Linked DNA regions of Mus musculus: region 2 is linked to region 1. The links are chromatin contacts, called in public Hi-C maps. All regions are on one chromosome and are shown on one strand. The core of a region is the stretch at or near the end of the contact, and the rest is flanking DNA. Distances in the headings are between cores, read along the strand shown. Region 1 overlaps Slc16a12 (solute carrier family 16 (monocarboxylic acid transporters), member 12). Region 2 holds the start of Slc16a12 (solute carrier family 16 (monocarboxylic acid transporters), member 12).

The links. A called contact is a pair of places that touch in the nucleus more often than the background predicts.
Region 2: a contact with region 1 is called in a Hi-C map of liver, with 3 times the contacts expected there. A contact is called at or near these places in 2 of 39 promoter capture datasets (both in liver), 11 of 484 Hi-C or Micro-C datasets (the N1E-115 cell line, bone marrow-derived macrophages, liver and 1 more), 11 of 130 datasets of targeted methods (the NIH/3T3 cell line, a beta-TC-6 cell line, embryonic stem cells and 5 more) and 3 of 9 other capture datasets (adipose tissue, liver and pancreatic islet).

What each region holds. Positions count from the first base shown.
Region 1 is chr19:34,709,009-34,713,823 of GRCm38.p6, forward strand. The region is part of intron 1 of Slc16a12 (solute carrier family 16 (monocarboxylic acid transporters), member 12); the gene reads right to left. It also overlaps the pseudogene Gm18425. Among named protein-coding and RNA genes, the nearest start is that of Slc16a12, 36 kb to the right of the region's middle.
Region 2 is chr19:34,745,366-34,750,590 of GRCm38.p6, forward strand. Slc16a12 (solute carrier family 16 (monocarboxylic acid transporters), member 12) reads right to left here and starts at 1,963. Exons shown (of 7, transcript NM_172838.4): 1 at 1,701-1,963.

The DNA.
Region 1 (4,815 bases), core at 1,978-4,477:
TTCACCCACTGTTGATTTTTACCTATCGAGATAATACAAAAGGGTCAAATATTAGGGGAAGAAACAAGAAGACTAGAAAGCCGGTAGTAATATATCCCTCCGACATTGAAGTGATTTTCACTTCATTACTGCAGTATAGCTGCCTCTCTTATGTGAACTGCACATGAAAATTCTTTACAGAAAAATGATATCAAATTCATAAACTTATGCTTCTTTTCTTTTGATGATTTTTCCTAAGTGTTAGCAAGACAACATGTCCAACCATCAACTAGAATAAATCCTTACAAATTACAGTTCTGAGGACCCTAACAGCACTCCAAAAAGCACATAGTGGACACAACTCAGAAAAAGATCCCAGAATGTATATATCATAAACATACATGTATAAATAAATAAGTGGGCAAAAGACAGAAAGACAGGGCAGTCATCTGAGTGAGAAATTTACAATTATGAATTTAAGTCATTTTCTGACTCTTGGAACATATTACTCTCTTTTTTAGCTATGTGCTTTGTATTTTTTATGCAGCATCCGTTCACACGTGCTTTTCTGTTTTTCACCTTTGATGTTTGCCGTCTTAACGTGTTTACCACATTCACGTCAGCCTTTCTTGGTCAAACATACCAAGACTTGAATGGTAGAAGTGTTTGCTATGATTTAGTATGAGACTGTCACATGCAGATTAGAGGACTCTGTACTTTTTATCTTCCCAACAAGCCGAAAACCAAGAATCTCCTTGTGGAGCCAGACGTAATGGAACTTACCTTGAACCTATCACTCTAAAGCTGAGGAACTGTGAGTTCATTCTAACCTTTTAGTTTCTTAGTGAGGCTTTGTCTCAACAACAACAACAAAAAAACCAGACTGATTCGTTCAAAACCACCTCATGAGCACAGGACCTCTCTGCTCTTTCGCCTCCAGTCCACACCTGCCACCCAGCTTGCCCTGGATGGTGTTTTGGGTACTTTGTCAGCAGCAACTTCAACATTTGCATGGTTAGCTTTTCTGTGACAATGCTCCCTTAACCCAGTTTTCCCTCTGCCATTGTGGAACCAGGACATGATGGTGGGCACGGGCCAGGAGGACTCATATACGGGCAATGAGGCCTAGAACAAGAGAGGCACCCTGACCCTCAGATGCCCCATGGACCCCAGCTTGCCACCAACTGGAAGGACCAGGAGAAGATCTGACACCATAGTTAAAATGCCTATGAAGAGCCGAGACATTCACCATCCAACCAAAAAGCCTTTGGTGAAAAGATGGCCCAGATCATATTTGAGACCTTCGGCACCCCAACCATATACATAAATCAAAGCAGCGCTCTCCCTGTCACCTCTGTCTACCATTGGCATCACTATGTACTCCAGCAACAGGGTAACCGACACTGCCCATCAAAAAGGGCTTCCCTCTGCCCCACTCTGTCATCTTGCATCCAGACCTGGTTGGCAGGGACCTGACAAACTACTTCCTAAAATACTGACCCAACGTGGCTACATTTTCACTACCATGGCTGAGTGAAGATTGAGCATGGGATCAAGAGGCTTACTAAGTCACCCTGGATTTTGAGCAGGAAACCATCTGGCTCTACAACCTCTCCCAGAGTAGAGCTACAAGTCGCAGGACCACCAGGTCATCACCATGGCAATGAGCAATCTGCTATCCCAGGTATTCTTTCAGCCTTTCTTTCCAGGTTTATAATCCTACATCACTCACAAACTACCTTCAATTCCATCATGAAATGTGACGTCACATCCCCAAGTATCTCGATGCCAAAGCAATGTTGTTAGACCGCACTGCCATTTCCCCAGGCTTTTCTACCAGCACTCAAAGGAGTCCACTGCCCTAGCTCCCAGCACAATGAAAATCAAGGCCATGACTCTTCTTGGGAGCAGGTTCTCAATATGGATGGCGACTCCAACCTGATCCTGTTGGCCATCTTACAGCAAACATGGATCAATATCCTGAAGGTATCACACGCGCGCGGTCCCTCTGCCCTGCACCACAAACGCTTCCAGCTAATCTGTGGGGGAGCTGCTTTACAAATTTTCTTGACAGTGCCTAATACAGAGAAAAAAATGAGACACTGCCATGGTATTTACTAGTATCTTAATATTTGTGGGTTGTTGTTTTTGATTCGATGACTTTGACACGGGGCTGAAGACTGTAGCAGTGAAGGGATCACATTTGGTTAGAGCAAGCATCCTCAAAGTTCTGCAATGTGTCTGAGGGCTTGGATTGAACTTCTTGAAAATAGCTATTCCAAGGAACCATGATATAGAGACAGGGCTACTGGAAGTTCCTGGCTGTCCCAAAAGCTGCCCACTGGGTGGCAACCTAGTCTATACCCATGCAGAGGAGGTGAATATATTGCTTTTGTGTCAATTTTGTACCCAAGAGTTCTACTTCTTTTCCTTAATTCTTAATGGCCCTTTCTGTGTGCCCAACTTGAGATGTCTGAAGGCTTTTAGTCTTCCTGAGAGTAGATTGAAGAGTCAAGGAAGCCAGAGCTTTTCCTGCACATTGACGTGAGACCAGCTCAATAAAAAGTGCATGCCTTACAAAAATTAAAACCTTAAAATAAACTAGTATTACAGCTCATAAATGTAATCTTACTACTCAGGGTGAAGACAGGAGGATTGCTGTGAGTTTAAGCCAAGCCTCAGTCAAAGAATGAGCGACAAAATAGTCCATACCAGAAAGAAAGACTCTGTCTGAAACAACAGCCATATAAATAAAAAGGGTCAGTGATAGTTGGCTCAGTGGGTAAAGACATTTGTTACACACATCTGACCACTTGAGTTTAATTCCTGCTAACCCAAATGACCTAGCCTCACAAGTTGTCTTTTGACTCCATATGCATGATATGGTACACATGAGCTTCCCTCCTTCTACACACACACACACACACACACACACACACACACACAGAGAGAGAGAGAGAGAGAGAGAGAGACAGACAGACAGACAGACAGACAGACAGAGACACAGAGACAAAGACAGAGACAAAGAGAGGACAGACTAATAAATACAAGTTTAGAATTCAAAAAATCAGCTTTTGATTTGCTATAACCCATTTGGCAGGAATACGTGTGTGCATAGGTAGGGGTGTGTGTGTGTGTGTGGTGTATGAATAAAATAGAAGGCTTATCTCAGCCTGGCTTTTCACTAGAATCTTTCAAACTGTTTTCCTCTCCCAGGGTGATGCAATATTTGATAAGTAAATAACACAGAGGACAGGTCCACTTGAGGACAGCTGCCCCTCACAGATAGAGAAGGCTGTGTTTCCCTAGCACTCTAGGCTCCCAGGAGGAAATCACTTTGGTTTATTTGATGAACTTTGTCAGAAAATGTGGAGAAATGGGCTCACTGGGGGCTAGGAGATAAGAACAAGTTAATGTTCACAAGATGGAAATCAGTAAGGCTTGAATTATGCCCGAGAGCTCTCCGACTTGTTTTTATCTTTATACAATGGAGCAGTCCTCCTGTCTTTCCCAAGTGCCTCAGCAGGCTTCGAATCTTTAAGCAACATAATCTGAGGAGAGTGAACATTTCGATTTCAAATAACCATCTGTATGACTGAAGAATACAGATCAGGCTCTAGCCACTTGTTTCCTCAGTCCTCACTCTGCATCCAGAAAAGGTCCTCAAGTTATGCAAATTTAGTTTACTGGGTCTCGTACCTCAAGATTGACACCAACTAAAACAGCTCAACAAAGGCTGGTGAATGGCTGCCTTCGATTCTGCCCATCTCATCCTCCTTTCTCCCAGGAGCGTTCCTCTGAGGAGTGCCCAGTAACTTTTCCTCTGGATTCCATGCTAACAGGCTTGGTTTTATGGGTTTCAACCCCAACTAATGTATGATCAACTTGTCACAATAGAGAACATCACAGGCAAACCTATAACCATGTATGAAAAGCCCTAGTTAAGAGTCTAACAGCAACGAACACAAGTCAAAAAGAAAAAAGGAAAAAGGAGGACCCAGAAACCTCAACAGCTTGTACCCACTCTTTCTAGAAGGAAACACATCGGTGCATTTTCTTGGCCTGAATGCCAAGCTGGGCTGCAGGTGTGACCGGGTCTACAATTAATCCACTAAGTCTGCTTAAAAAAAAAAAAAAAAAAAAATATATATATATATATACTGTAAGGCTGAGACAAATGAAATTTATTTTCTTACAATTCCGGAGCACAGAGGTCCATGACTAAAGTTCCAGAAAACTCGGCTTCTCGCTCTGGTTTAGAGATGGTGCCTTCTTGTTTACCTGGCCTTCCTTGGAGCATACGCATGAGCCGAAGGAACAACTTGAGTCCCCCCAGTATCTCTTCTTACAAAGTGCAATGACTGGACATAGATTTTCCTTTGACACTCATGCTGAAATGTTATCCCCATTATGAGCTATTAAAACATGGGGCCAGTTGAGATCTTTGAAAGCAATTAGGACTCTGCCTTCAGGAATGGATCCAGCCAGTAATGCCATTAATGGCTTAATATGGAGGTGAGTTACTTTGGGAGTGTGTTTACTCTAGAGCCGGTTTAGTTAGGTCTTCTCACACTTTCTGTTTATCACTACGTGGCACCCTATAGTGCATCGACAAACAAGAAGGCCATCATTAGATTGTAGCTCCTCCATCTTGGACCAGAACCATAAGCCAAAATAAACCTTATTTCTTTAAAATTTACTGTGCTGGTAAGTTTTAATTGCCAACTTGACACAACCAAAAGTCACCTGGGAAAGCAGTCTTGCTTAGGAATTATCTAGATTAAATTGGCCTATGGACAAGTTAATGGAGGGTTGTTTTGAGCTTTAATTGGCGTA
Region 2 (5,225 bases), core at 713-3,212, 35 kb after region 1:
TCTTCATTACTAGCCATTTATCACCAGAAGAAGCACAGAATCTGGACTCCAGAGCCACTAGAGGAACCTTATTCCAACTTATCCTTGCTTTTCCTGGGAGTTTATTTGGGAAGTATCCACATATTCATCTTCATATGGGAAGAATTTTAAACATTGCCTAAACATGAGGCTCCTTCTTCGCTTCCTTCCTGCTTTCTCTCCATGTGTGCCTTCTTTTCTTCCTGTCATCCTTTCTTCCCTCCATTTTTTTTTTTTTTTTTTTGAGATAGAGTCTTCCTATGTAGCCTTCACTAGCCTGACAGTCACTATGTAGCTCAGGCTGATCTTGAACTCCCAAGAGTCCTCTGCCTCCCGTCTCTGATGTGCTGGAATTACAGCCATGTACCATCATCCCAGGTTTAAAGTGTTCTTAACTTTTAACACTTACACAACAAAGGCAGTTTGACTGAATCGACCTCTCATCTAGTTCAGAACTCTCTCAGGTTAAAAGCAGATGAGTAATTACAAGGATGAGAAAATTATATGCTTGGGCCGGTCTAGTCATATGGTGCCGGGGTTGTTGTTAAAATGCATAGAGGCAAAATACCCTAAACACTGACCAGGACGACAGGGAGAAAGCCTGGATTTCAATATTGGTCCCAACTACACTTAAAGATATAAGTTTTAACAAACCTTGCAGACATGGCTCTGAGCTTCCCAAGCTATTCAACTGAAGGGTTTGAATCTAATAGATTCTCTAAAACTCATTTCAATTCTAAGATCCTGTAAGTAATACGTGATTGTGTCCAGTCTCTCAGTATCCAAAGCTCACACTTTCTACAGTCATAAGCCAGGCATCACGGGTGGCTAGCACACCATTAGCTGTAGTTTAGTGTGACTTGGGGGTGGGGGTGGGGGTGGGGGGGAGAAATTACACAGCCAGCAGCTGCAGATTTCAACAGCTAGTGAGCTCAAATACCCGTAGCCACAGGGTCTTCCTGAACTTGGCAAGCCCGAAGATTTTTTTCCTTCTGGGCTAGGTTTAGCAGAGACGCTGGAATGCCCACATAGCTCTCAGCAAAGCTGGGAAGAACAGCGGCCAGACAAAATGCAAGCGAGTGGCCCAGAACACTGAATCACCAGTTTGCACCAAACATACAGGGCTGGCTGCTTTAGGGTAAGGAGCGACTGGAGAAATTAAGTTTAATTCATTCCAAACGGGAAGGCCGGTGTGCTCTAAAGAGATCACCTAAGGATAATAAACGGTTGGTGGGTAGGAGAGGGTTAAAAAGCAAGAACACCGGACAACCCAGGGGGAAAGGCGGTCTGTCTTGCCTGGGAAATGCGCATCTGGAAATCACAGGACACAGATCAAAGCCACTCTCTGCAGCCACCTGCCTGGAAACCCAGCCAGACACTCCAGAACACAGGACAAGTGGGCACGTGCTTCCATTCTAAACCCAACAAGTGGCCAGACTTAGGATCTAGACACAGCTGAGCTCCGGGATAGATGTAGAATGGAGCGCCTGCGTCCTTCCCGAGGTCTAGGTCCAGCTCTGCTGCCCTATCTCGATTCCTAGCCACCTGTTTCTACGGAGTTGGGAAACCTTAAGGACAGAAGCAAAGCTTTCCGCACCGGGACAGCGCCGATTCCGGCGTGCGCTCCGCTGTCCTCTGTCCGGTCTCCGCCCGCCCACATCCCGGGACCCACGGGTGCTCACCTCGCGGGGACAGCTGCAACGCTGGCGACGGCGAGCCCACATGTCCCCTTCGCGGCGGCCCCTTCCCACGGCTCTGGAGTCCGGTCCCGGCTGAGGGGCGGAGGAGCGCACAGGGCGGAGGCGCCGTAGGGGCCGGGGCCCGCAGGCAGCGCCCGCCGGACACTGTCACTAGGGAGATCCCACCGCCCCGCCCCGGAGAAGCAAAGCTCTCAGTCACCGCAGCCCCGAGGGTGACTCTGCCCTGCCGGCGGACGGGCTTTGTCCCCGGATCCGCTCTGCGCTGGGGGCTTGACCACGGGTGAGGGGCGCGGGGAGGAGGGGCGCCTCCAGGTTATGTAATGCTTAGGCCCGCGAGTCGTGAGCCAGCTCACTGGGGACTGCAGGGCTCTCTCTGTAACAGTCTTGTGTAGCTGGGACCTACACTAAAGAAGGCTGGGTGTTCTCAAAAAGATATGTCCCTGCATGGTCAAAGAGTAGAAGCTGTACAAAGTCTCCTGCACGTGCATCTTGCAAGGACCGGGACCCTGGTCAGACCATTACACAGATCAGTCAGTCCTAAAGACTTGAGTTCAACTCGCCCCACAAAGCCCCATGACTTTGGGCAGTCAACTTAACTCTGAGTCTCAGTTTCTCTATAAAATAAAAGAACATTTGCTTCTCTCTCTTGCTGAGAGGAGAAAATGGGTTCATTAACAGGTTCATTAACAGGCTCATTAACAGTGTGTGTGTTTGGGGCTGGGGGGGGGGGGGTAAATGGTGTTTGCCCCGCCCTCCAGGAGGCACTGTGTGCTGCAGGTTCCAGGCTAGCCATCCCCTCAGGTATCCTTTTAGGCAAAAGCAAAGTCTCTGAACTGACGAGGTCAGACTCAAGCTCATAGAAGTTATCGCAATTCAGAATGGTCCTTCAGACGGACGCAAGCTAGGAACTGGTTAGAAATGCCAACCTCTAAATGTCTTCTTTTCAACAAAAGTCCTGGCTGATTATGACGAACGGCAAAGTTAGAAAAGAAATTAAGCTTTCAGGAAAAATTGAGAGGAACGGGAACCCACTGGTCAATAGTAGGCAATATTGTACTTTGGATTTGTTGTTGTTGGGCACGAAGGTTGTGTGTTTGAAGAACATGTGATACCATGTGGTCCTGAAAGATCCTGACAGAATGTAAAAGGACACAGAAGCCCTGGAATTGGCAAGATAGATGTCAGTGTTAGCAGAACTAGCTTCACTGATTTAGAAAAATAGAGGTGCACAATGCTCTGGCCACTCCTTGAACCTGTGTGTCTGCCAATGTTTTGACTGTTCATTGAACCCAAGTGTGTGCCCACTGATGAAGCCCATTGCCAGGTGTTTGTGATATTGCTTGCTGAGAAAGAGTCAGAAAATCTCCCCAGCAACCACAGCCCGGCCAATCCTGAGTTGCTACACCTGCACCAGACTCTTTCCTTGTACCCCTCCCATACCCATTTCTTGAGAATAGACATTGTTTAGATCTGGAAATCCCCTACTCCCCCCCCCCTTCTCCTTTCTCCCCTGAGGGCCTATAAAAACTGGGACCTCTTTCCCCTCGGGGTCCACTCCTCTACCCCTGCGTGGGATATGAGTCGTCCCCAGAGTTCTGGCTTTCCCCAATAAAGCCTCATGTGGTTTGCATCAAGCTTGGTCTATTGTGAGTTCTTGGGTGTCCGCTATTGTCCTGAGGCCTGAGCGAGGGGCTCCTCTCGGAGTCTTTCAGTCCAGGCTTGCCTTCAACTCCCAGTCCTTCCAAGGTCAGTGCCCTGGTGCTGGCATTCTAAAAACAATCGAGTAGAGTGAGGGAGCGAGTGCTCCACCCTAGACTTTTAAACAGATGTTTCTGAAGCTCTGGGTTCCATCCCCAGCACTGCACAAACAAAATTCCTGCCTAGCTAAGGCCCTTCTCATCTTGCAGGCTTCTCTGTAAGTTTGTTTCCCTCTCTGTTGACCTTCCTACACACTAAGTCTAAATCTGAATTTAAGGACTATTTTCACTTAGTATGAAACTAGTTTAGATCTAAGGGATTAGTAAATGTGTGTTTAAAACACACACAAGAAGGAGAATTCATTAGCATTAATCATAAGCTCATAAATGCAGGGTCAGCAGTGAGCCCTGAGCCCTCGGCTATGGAGGTCTTTAGGTCAAAGGCTTGGGAACTCTGTCTTTGAGAAAAATCATTCTGCCAGTTAAATACTGTTCTTAGGGGCAAATCGGTCTTGTCTTCTATTTCAATAATATAGGACAACCAGTTCTTTTGAGAAGTTCTGGGGAATAAGATGAATCTTCAGACTTCCCTCAAAGTCACCACTCACAGGGCTGCTGGGAAAGCCCAGAGCTATAAGAGCAATGTCTCTGTTGTTTTATCCTTGACAGTATTCAGATTTTGTTTGTCTCTGAATGCTCCCTAGCAGGCTTTTTTAACCTTTGGGACTTAGGAATTGGTGATGTGTACATGCCAATAATCGCCACACTTTGGAAGCTACGGCATAGGGATGGCGAATTTGAGTGCAGTCTGGGCTATATAAGAAGAACTTTGACTTTAAAAAAGACAAAACAAGATAACATCAGGGAAAATTAGGTTAATTCCTGGGACGTGCAAGGTGAAAGGAAAGAATAGTTTACTGTTTCAGGTTATTCTCCGACCTCCACAAAGTACACATGAAATAGAAATATGTAGAAATACACGAAATACACGAAAATAATAGGCCAGGTTCTGATGTAGCTCACTTGGTTGGATGCGATTTACCATACACAAAGTCCTGGGTTCAATCCAAGCACCAAATAAGTCAGGTGTGATGGTGCCGCATGCTCACATTCCTTGTGTGTGTGAGACAGAAGCAGGAAACTCAGACATTAAAGGACATCGTCAGCCTACCAGTGGATGCTAGCCTGGACTACACAGTGGATGCTAGCCTGGACTACACAGTGGATGATGCTAGCCTGGACTACACAGAACCTTAGCTCAAACAAACAAACAAACAAACAAACTGGAGTCTTAAGAGTGTCACCGATTTAATAGGCTGTTCTCAAATCAAGTTATTTAGCAGAAAAATCTACAGCATTGTACTGTGCAGGAAGAAGAAGCTTGGACCCAGGTACAGCATCTCTGACTTCACTTAGCTTATTTCTAGACTAGAAGGCAAGGTCTGTTGAAATACACAACGCCATATAGAGGGTGATAAGCGCTCTGAGATAAAGCAGGGTGTGAAGATGGAACACTGACACGGTGATTACTTAGATGATGAACACAAGGTGGGTCTTAAGTAAATGTGATGTTTGACCACAGACTTGAATGATAATGTGAGTGAGCCATGGATATCTGGATTGTGAACGTTGGCAGAAATGGGTAGTGCAAAGCCCCATCATCATAGTGCTGCCTTTGACATCATAATGTTGCATTTTACATAACAAGGCTGTATTGTGACATCACTATGCAATGCTGTGCCATCACAATGCTCCACTATGATATCACACTGCTCTGCTGTAACATAACGATGCTATATTGTGATATTAC